2 separate regions of the Rattus norvegicus genome follow, and region 2 is linked to region 1. A link is a contact called in public Hi-C data. All regions are on one chromosome and are shown on one strand. The core of a region is the stretch at or near the end of the contact, and the rest is flanking DNA. Distances in the headings are between cores, read along the strand shown.

Region 1 (4,903 bases), core at 2,139-4,638:
TTCTCAAATGTCTCAGTATATCCGTTAGATGTGGAATTCATCTCTTTTATGAAGTACTTATTATACTGCACTAGGATCAGACTGGAAAAAAACAAAAAAGACCATATTCCACCTCTGGTAATATTAGTACGACCATCAACAGTTCCAAAAGAATCAACAGCTGGGTATGGTACCATGAGACTTTAATCCTACCACCCAGGAGGCCAAGGCAAGCTAGGGCTGATGTACAGTGACACCTACTTAATAAATAAGTAGATACAAGGCTGGATGGATGGACAGACAGATAACTGACATGTATGGAGACTATGTCAGAGTCCTAGGAGTAAACTATTACTCTACTGAAATCATAGAAATTGTTTTAAAAACCAAGTGTGGTACCTTCAGAATAATGTACTTCATAGAACTAAATATACCGTATGTCATCTAATTACATCACAAACTGACACACAGTAGACTAATATTTCAATAAATGGGTAAGGCTAGTTACTGGAGAGACAGCTCAACAGTTAAGAGCACTTGCTGTTCTTACAGAGGACCTAAGTCAGTTCTCAGCTAATACATGATGGCAACCATGAATAGGCACTCAGAAGCTTCACACACATATGAGTAGGCAAAGCATGCATATCCATAAAATATACAAGTCTTTAAAAAGTGTTTTAATTCGATTAAAAGCAATGGAGGATGTGTGGCACAGTGGGAGGCTGAAGCGGGATTAAAGAGCCCAAGAGCAAGACAGTCTATGTCAGTCACTGCAGCTCAGTGTACAGCACACAAGGAAGGCCCTGGGCTCCACCCCAGCATCACAGTTCCTCGCTCTTCCCATGATTTATTTACAGTGACCTAGTTGAAAGAGCACTGGATGGTAATCCCAACATTCACCATCATACTCAAAGTCATACCAATTTCAATTCCCTTGGACGCACTTGGCAAGCAGACAGGAAATCTGGACCACCTCTAAGACCCCTTTCAGCTCAGAAATGCCATCAGCATACCTAAGCAAAAACACCTACACGGAGGCCAGGCGTGGTGGTGCAAGCCATTAATCTCAGAACTTAGAGGTAAAGAATGGCAGATCTTTGAGTATCAGGCCAATCTGGGCTACAAAATGATTTCGATGCTTGACAGAGTCACACACTGAGACCTGATTGAAAGAAAAAGAAAAAAAAAAAAAAACACAAAACAAAACAAGAACTTACCCGGACTAGAGTCAGCAGTTCAGTCCCCAGCACCCTCACGGTAGCTCACAATCATCTTAACTCTAATTCCAGGGGATGCAAATCTGGCCTCCAGGGGCACCAGGAACACTCCATAGACATACAGGCAGGCAAACACCCCTACAGGCAAAGGGGTGTTTAAAAGGGGGAAGAAAAAAAAAAGACTCCTTTTCCAAGTCTCTCTGTAGGTGGACACTGCCTTTCAGAACTGATGCTAACAAGATTCGTGCTAGCTGGTACTGAGGTCTATTAATCCCAAATACTAGGGAGGTAAAGCAAGAGAAACAAAAGTTCAAGGCCTGCCTGAGCCACAGGGTGAGTTCAGAGCCAGCCTCAGCAATTCTAACAATGCCCTGACACAAAATAAAAGAACAGAGGGCTATGGACAGAGCTTACTAATACTGCAGGGCCCTATGTTAAATCCCCCCAAATATCAGGGGGAGGAAAGGGAGCAAAAGTATCCTAAATACTCAAAACGCTGTATTAAGGCTACGCAGGTGATGTCTGCAATCACACTTGGGAGGTTAGGCAGAATAACACCACATTCAAGGTCAGCTTAGCTTCCAACACATAAGTTGGACATCGACCTAGGCTACAAGACAATTAAAAACAAAACAACAATAAACAAACCAGGAAAGCAAAGGCCACGAGCAAACTGAAATTCTTCACCTGAATCCTTCCTGCTCTCACAAGTACAACAGAAAGTAAGACAAAATCTAGTCTTTCCAAAGGAAAGGGGATGCTAAACCTAGCAGGACACTAAGTTTGGTAAAGAAACCTATCTTTCTTTTAAAAAAAACAAATAAGCCTTAAAAGATTCATTCAACATTCCCCCTACCTTGCCCCCCCCCCAAAAAGTAATACAACTTTAAATTAAGAGGTTATGCTTGGTCAAGAAATCTTAAAGTAATGATTGGAAATGCAGACTTCCTATTACAAAACACCAGTTTCACGGTCCTAAAAACAGAGAGAAAGGAAAGAAAAGAACGAAAGAAAAGCAAGCCGGCTGGAGAAGGGGAAGCAGCAGGATCAGGAATGCAGTGTCCAACCTCTACTGCATACTGAGTTCGAGGCCAGTCGGTGCTATATGAAGCGCTCTCTCAAAAACGACAGAAAAATGAAACTTCTAAATGTCAAACTTCTCTGTTTTCTAGAAAAGCAAAGGCCACCAGCACTATCAATGTAGCGTTCTGCTCCTCCCTACCTTCAGTTGGCAAGAAGTTAATGCCGGGTTTCTGTCAGTTCATCCCTGGCCTAAAGTCCACTCCGGAGGAGAAAAAAACAAAACCCACAAGCCACATCAGTGTCCACGCTCAGCCCAGACAAGACGCAGTAGAGGCTTGCACAAGCCGGATCACGCGGCTGCGCCGGTACAATTTCAGAAACTTAACTTGACGGTTTCTTTTATATGAAAGGAGAGAGAAATAAAATGCGCAAAGGAAACCCGGCTAACCCTCCCTAGTCACTTAGGGCCCGAAGCCAAGTTGGGGAGGAGGGGACTGGTGCTGCGATCATCACCAAGGCCCCGGGGACAAAGTAAGGGGGAAAAGGATGGAGGCGCGAGGTTCCGGGAAGGACGGCTGCAGACAGCCCAGATGGATCTCGCCACGGAGATCCCAAGCCCGGCGAGGCAGGACCCGGGCATCACAGCCCGCGGATGGCCCCGTGCAGTGACAGCTGCCCGGCGAGTCGCGCGCGGCCCATTCGCTTCTCGCCATCTCCATCCCTCGCCCTGCGCAGCCGCGGCCGAGCGTCCACACCGCGCACGAAAAAAAGGATACTCCCGAGTGCGGAAGGCCTCTTGTGTGTGCGGGATGGTAAAGAGCGGCTCCTCTCCGGGCAGCGGTTTCACCAGAGGAAAGGGCTTGCGGCCCAACAGCGGCGCCATCGCGGCAGCGCCGGCAGGGACGGAGCGCCGAAGGCTCGGCCGCTCCGCTGCGCAGCGCTAGGCCCGGGCAGCCCCGGGCGAACGAGCTAGCGAAGCGCCTGGCTCCCGGGGCGATGGGGGAGGGGAGGGGTGAGAGGGCGGCGCGAACTCCGGCTTCCCTCAGAGCTGGCGGGACCGCGCCACGACCATGGAAGCAAGGGGAACGCCTCGAGGGGAAAAACTGGAGAGATTCTGCTCGCTCCTTCCGGCAGCTTTCACCTTACGCTGATCTCCGCTGCGGCGGCCGCTAGTCACGACTCCTCTCCAGCGGGCACGGGAGGAAATTATTGAAAAATGGCGGGAGATTCCCTTCCTCCCCCCCGCTGCCGGGCCAGCGCACAGACTAACTTGCTTCTCCGTGGCGCCCTGGGGCGGATGCTCCGATAGGCGGAGGACTGGTCGGCATTCGTAGCCTATTGGCTCAGAGAGACTGCCGCTCCGCGGTCGAGTCCCGCCCCCTGGGCCCCAGCCACAAAGTTTAGTTGCAGCGCACTAGAGGGCAGTCTGAAAAGGTGAAAGGTCACGTTATGTAAGAGCCGGTGACTGGCATGCGGGCCTCCAGTGGCGGACTTAAAAAGTAATGGGACAGCAAGTGGGAGGGGGAGGACGAAAAGCGGAAGACTCAAAGAGGTCAGAGCAGAAAGCCCTGTCATAGATACAGACATTGCGCCATCTGTCACCGACGGCGACACCGACATCCGGGCACTCACTGTCCGTGTGGTGCGCCGGAGGGGGGAGGGGGAGCGCGCGGCCAGGGGCTTTGTCTTTCCACTCGTGCTCCGCCCCCTTCTTAAAGGGGCCGCGCTCGGCCACGCCCGGGGATGCGCGGGTGGAGCTGTTCTGGGCGGGAAGTAACTCTGATCCTCTTCAAACAGAAGTTCCGCAGTGGGGCGACTGGGACCCCAACCCTTCCCGACCAGACATAACTGCGAAACAGAAATTAAGGACTACAGGGAAGGATAATGTAGAAGTTTCCTTAAAAATATGTGGAGGAAGAGCTGCAGAGTTGGCTCAGGGGCTAAGTTCTTTCAGAGGACCCAAGTTCAATTCCTCGCTCCCACATCAGGTAGCACGACCCTGCCTGCAGCTGCAACTCCAGGAATTAGCATTCCTCTTGCCTCCTCAGGCAACAGCACTCATGTGCATACAACATCCCCCACCATGCATGCACACATACCCAATTTAAAAATAAACCTTGAAAAAAAAAGTGGAAGAATAATAGAGAAATTTCTTTTGTATGTACACATATAAGAGAATATATGTGTGTGGATGGATGGATGGATAGATAGATAGATAGATAGATAAATAGTCTGTGTCTAGCTTGGGCTACAAAGAGTCTTACCAGCCAGCCTGGGCTGAATAGCAAGACCCTAAAACAATGAGTAAATAAAATAAAATTATGTTAGAGGACATATATATTAAGCTAATAGGGCTGGAGAAGTGGCTCCACAATTAAGATTTCCAGTTTTTCCAGAAGTTCTGAGTCTGATTCACAGTATTTGCATTGGAAGCTCACAATCACCTGTAACTCCAAAGCAATAGGCGCTTACAAACCTGAAAACATACCCCCCATACACATAATTTAAAATAAAAATAAAAGTATTATTTAAAAAAGATGGGGGTTGGGGTTGGGGATTTAGCTCAGTGGTAGAGCGCTTGCCTAGCAAGCGCAAGGCCCTGGGTTGGGTCCCCAGCTCCGGAAGAAAAAAAAAAAAAAAAAAGGTGGGGGTTGGGGATTTAGCTCAGCGGTAGAGCGCTTGCC
Region 2 (5,009 bases), core at 2,096-4,595, 190 kb after region 1:
GGTGGGGGAAGTGGGGAGACTCACTCCTACTAGAGGAGAGGAAGGGGACTCCAGATGTCTCCAGAAGAGAGCCACTAGAACACGCCCCCCCCCCCCATCCCTGCTGCCTGCAGGAAGCGAGCGGTGGAAGAGGAGCTGGACTCCTGTCGAGCCAAGTTGCGCGCAGTGGAGGCTCAACTGCTGGAGGTCTTGCAGGAGAAACTGAGGCTGAAACAGGAGGTGGAGGCCTGGGAGGTAGGGTAGGGCCTCTGACTCGGGAGGCTTGGAAGACGCCCCTCCGTCCCCAGGGATTGCCTCGGACCCACTCTCTCTCCTGTGCCCAGGAAGACATGCAGCAGATGGTTCGAGAGCGGGTGCGGAGTCAGCTGCAGGGAGAGCCCAGAGGCACTCTGGGCGCACAAGAGAACATGAGCGCGGGCAGGAGTTCCTGGATCCAACTCTCCCGTGGTCGTTGGGGACGACGGTGGTGAAAATGGATCCCAGGTCTTTAAGTCTTGATTCATTAAAGTGTTAGACCACCTCTGTACCCTCTAATTGCCCCTGAGTTTTTCTATGCAGAAGCAAGGTACAGTGACACAGATACCAGAGTCCCCTGGCTACTCTTCCAAAGAGCTACTTCTCTTTCTTTTTTAAAAGATTTATTATGTACAGTGTTCTGCCTGCATATGTGCCTGGGCGCCAGAAGAGGGCGCCAAGATCCCACTACAGATGGTTGTGAGCCACCATGTGGTTGCTGGGAATTGAACTCAGGACCTCTGGAAGAGCGGTCAGTGCTCTTAACCCCTGAGCTATCTCTCCAGCCCCAAAGAGCTACTTCTTAAGCCAAGAAGCTGATGACAGCATCCATGAAGTCTTGGGGTTTGTCGCTGTGGACCCAGTGGCCAGCATTAGGCACAGTCTGAATCTGGGTTTGAGGGAAGAGCCGCCTAATCGCTGAGTGGTGGCTGGGTCTGGCCACCATGGTGAGGTCAATGGAGACGGGGTTAAAGAAGACAATGGAGAGGTGGAGGAGGGGAGAAAGGGAGGGAGAGAACAGAGAGAACGAGAGCTGTATGAGCCTTCATGCCCAGTGGCATTGCCAGGCTCCCAGATACCCCGTGCCCACGCCCAAGCCCTCCCCGACCCAAGGAGGCTCCCACAGCTGGGGGTGGGGGTGGGTGGGTAAAGCAAGCTTGCCCCTTCCTATGGCCTCACGCTGGCTTACGGTACGTAGGGAGAATTTCCACCAAGCAGAAAGAGAGTTGACCCCGGGTAGGATTCAAGTTGCTGTGGGAAGGTCAAAATCTTGTCCAACTGCTGAGCTAAGGCATCCAAGTTCACTCTCCAGGAGAAGCGCCCATTCACCTCCACCAGGTTAGTGAGCAGGAACTGCCGAACGCTCGCTTCCTGTGGGGAGATCTGGCAGCTGTGAAGGGGCTCTCTGTGAGGCCCGCCCACTCCTTTTTCCTCTGATGCGTCTTAGTCCACAACACCATGGGGGGAAGAAGGGGGCGGGGAGTGTGTTACCTTGACAACCGAGCTAAGCTGCTCATCCGCCAGTTTTCGGGCCCGGGAGTGCGGTATGTTCTCTGGGATATCAACGGCCTTCATGGCTGCTATGAAGTTTCCGAGGTATGATCCCGGTGTGGTTCCTGCTGGGCTTATGTCTACGACAACCAGTCGTTCCACAACATCTGGCTGTGAGACAGAATCAGAACAGAGCGGGTCCCAGGCAAACTCTCCGAGCCTCCAGCAGAGTTTCTGGAACCTGGCCATCCAAGGTACAGATGAGTCCCACGTTATTAATGGGGTGCTTAAGGCTCACAGTGCATTGAGGGGACCCAGACCTGTGTAGCTCACCCTCTGCAGTGCCAGTAGCATGGCTGTCTTTCCTCCCATGCTGTGGCCAACGAGGACACTGGGCACCAGGCCCAGCTGGGGGAGGAGGCCCTGGAGGTCCTGACTCATGGCCTCATAGCTTGCATCTGGACTGTGGGGACTGTCACCATGATTCCGAGCATCCACTGTCAGCACCTGGGGTAGGGGTGAAATAGGAGGAATGGTGTTATTCTGATTAGTGACAAAGAAAAGACTGGTAGGGACTAGGGAGCAGTCAGGGAGAGAAGTCTGGAGACATAATTTGTGTGTGTGTGTGTGTGTGTGTGTGTGTGTGTGTGTGTGTGTACATTTTCATGTACATGTGGAGGCCAGAGGTCAATCTTTAGCAACTTTAGTTGCTATTCAAAATATACCTTTATTTTATTTTATTATATACACACATGTGTGCATGTATGTATGTGTGCAAGTTATGCTTGTAACACATGCCATGGTGTACATGTGGAGGCCAGATGATAACTTAAGGTGCCAAGGAGAGTGGGCTTTCAGACCAAAAGAGGATTGGAGTACCAAGAGCGAGCGAATGGCTTAAATGTCTGGCTTAATAGTTAAGAGAAGCTGGGGGAGGTTGGGGATTTAGCTCAGTGGTAAAGCGCAAGGCCCTGGGTTCGGTCCCCAGCTCCGGAAAAAAAAAAAAAAAAAAAAAAAAGAGAAGCTGGGGAAAAGGAAGGGAAGCCTCTGGGCTGGTTTATAGTAAGGGGTGAGGGTGAGGAGAGCTGAGGGGTGCCACAGGTATTGAGTAAGCCGGGACGTTGAGTGTGCTTTGGTATCCTAGTAGGTTCCGAAAAATTGTCCCGAGTTTCTTTGGGACCTGACAAAGAGACGGGTGGAGATATAAGTAACATAACTGGATTAACAGTGGGGCATCTTGCAGGAGCAGGCCTCTTCATAGATGTTTTCCCGTTTACTGTGCACAGAAACTTTCCATTTATCAGCAAGAGCCCAGACCTGAGAGATTGAAACTAGGTCCCCAGTCCTCAGACTTACCCCTTAGTCCCCGCCCACCCATGCGCCGCCCAACCCGGAAGCTCACCCTCCTGCCGGTCCTCTGAACCAACGCCTTGGCGAGGGAGTTGAAGTTGCTTTTGCTGCCGAAGAGTCCATGCAAAAGGACGATGGCTGGGAGTGTCGCGTCTCCATCTAGAAGATTATAGGACAGCGGCAGCGGCCTGGAAGGTGGGGCCACCATAGAGTAAGGGTGGGGGGAGTGAAGGAGAAAAGGGCCGTGGCTAAAAGAGGGGCGGGGCCTGCTGGGCCGCGTGCGAAGTGGACCAGTGAAGGGCCACCGTCCGGGTGTCCTTGACTGACCTCGGATCAGCGTTTCCTTGGCCACTACTGCGGCTGCTACTGAACGTGACAGGAACCGCCGAACTCCTGGGAGAGGAGGCACCGATTGTCCCACGGGGGACCCTCCAAGCTCGCGCCCAGCAGAACATTCTCACAGCTCTCAAAACGTGCTTCCTGCGCACGCTCCGCCTCCCAGAGCCCTGTCTATTCCAACAAGGGCTCTGTCTATGCCCCGCCCCCCGTCGGAGAGCCACTTTAGGTCACGTGGCCTAGCGTACTCCGGGAGCTCCCAGTGCAGGAGCTCCTGGGGCGGAGCCATCAGAAGTGTTGGTCTAAGCCTTTGCACATTACGCATTTCCTGCAGCCACTTTGAGCCCGGTCAGTAGGACTAGCTTCTTGGTTACAGGCTGGGCGTAGCCATACAACACTAGTCCTGCCCCCTTGCACCATTACGCAATTCCTGCGGACACTGCGAGCCGCTTAGAGACCATTTCCTGACCAGGACCAGGAAAGCGCATTATGGGACTGGTCCCTCCTCTTGGGCAATATACAATCCCCTTCAGACCTGTGAGCCCCTGCCACGTCCTGGGCATGCTCTTCGCACCATCACTTAACCACCGTGGCCACTGTCAGGCACCCGGAGGTGGGCTCCTTGGCCACACCTTTGCGGAGCCACTAGGGACTCTGGGACCGCCTTCTGCATCATTACGTAATTCCCACTTTGCACCCTTGGCCACGCCCTGCCACGGGCGGAGCTATAATTGAACCTGGGCGGGCTCTTGCACGGTTTCGCAACCTATTAAACTGCTGTAGCTCCTGGAATTTGGCTCCTTGGCCACGCCTTGGGCGGAGCCACACAAGATTCCCGCACCTGCTTTTGCACCATTACGTAATCCTGCCTGGTTCTGTGCACACCTCCCTGAGCCCCTTGACAACGTTGTAGGCCACGCCCCAGCTTTTAAGAAGCTCATAGTCTTCTGGTGTTTCCCTAGTTCGGACCAGAGGTCCTCAGTTCAAGGAGCAAGTGTGGGGCGTGTCCCTGGCAAACTGAGAAACTCCTTTCTCGCCTGGCGAGCAGACCTCACCTGGCCTGCTCCTCAGTCCTCAGGCACCGCCCTGGGTGGATGCCACACTTTCTGTGCCCCCGGCATAGTCAGGAGACGCCAGGAGTGACTCTTGTTCCAGCTCCCGCCAGCTCTCTGGCGCCTTGCTCCATGGTTGGGAGCCCAGAGTATGAGTGCTTGGTTCCTCTTGTGAAGTTCCCTCACAAGAAACAGCTAGGAGGAAGGGGCTTGCGAGCTTGATCTCGATCTTTTCACTTGAATCGGTAAACTGAGGTGCAGAAAGGGCAAAAAGATTGGTCCAACAGACAGAATCAGAGTCTTGGTCCGGTCTTCCGTTTCTGGTTCAGGTCAATTTGAAAAACCAGGGTCAACCCCCTTGGCCAGGGATTTGTACTGTAGTTACCTGCACTGACTAGAAATGGCTCCCGGCCAGGTGTTGGGGCTACGACTTTAATCCCACACATGGGAGGCAGAGGCGATCGGTTCTTTGAGTTCAAGGCCAGCCTTGTGTATAAGAGTTTGAGCACATCCAGAACTTCATAGAGAAACTCTGTCTCAAAAAAGAAAAAAGAAAGGACGAACACTAACAACAAGCCATTAGCAGAGAGTGGCAACCCTCTGCCCAGAACGCACCCCATTCTGCACTGACTTTTCCTGTGGGGAACCTGCCCCCTGCCCTCTCCCTTCATAGTCTAGGGAAAGTCGTTTTTTATTTCAGCCCCCTCACCCCCCCTTCTGCTGTGGTCCATCCTTTAGCAGTTCTAGAACTGTTTTGGTCACAGC

The links. A called contact is a pair of places that touch in the nucleus more often than the background predicts.
Region 2: a contact with region 1 is called in a Hi-C map of Schwann cells, with 10 times the contacts expected there. The contact joins the promoter of Abhd11 here to the promoter of Baz1b in region 1. A contact is called at or near these places in 7 of 12 Hi-C or Micro-C datasets (the A7r5 cell line, Schwann cells, frontal cortex and 4 more) and 1 of 1 datasets of contacts at active chromatin or transcription factors (oligodendrocytes).

Annotation. Positions count from the first base shown.
Region 1 is chr12:27,123,123-27,128,025 of GRCr8, forward strand. Baz1b (bromodomain adjacent to zinc finger domain, 1B) reads right to left here and starts at 3,389. Exons shown (of 19, transcript NM_001191916.1): 1 at 2,996-3,389. The coding sequence starts at 3,102.
Region 2 is chr12:27,318,118-27,323,126 of GRCr8, forward strand. Abhd11 (abhydrolase domain containing 11) reads right to left here and starts at 3,346. Exons shown (of 6, transcript NM_001271180.1): 1 at 3,184-3,346; 2 at 2,909-3,044; 3 at 1,840-2,013; 4 at 1,507-1,677; 5 at 1,205-1,386; 6 at 626-950. The coding sequence starts at 3,311. The coding sequence ends at 818. Abhd11-as1 (ABHD11 antisense RNA 1 (tail to tail)) reads left to right here. Exons shown (of 4, transcript NR_026689.1): 3 at 114-234; 4 at 324-526.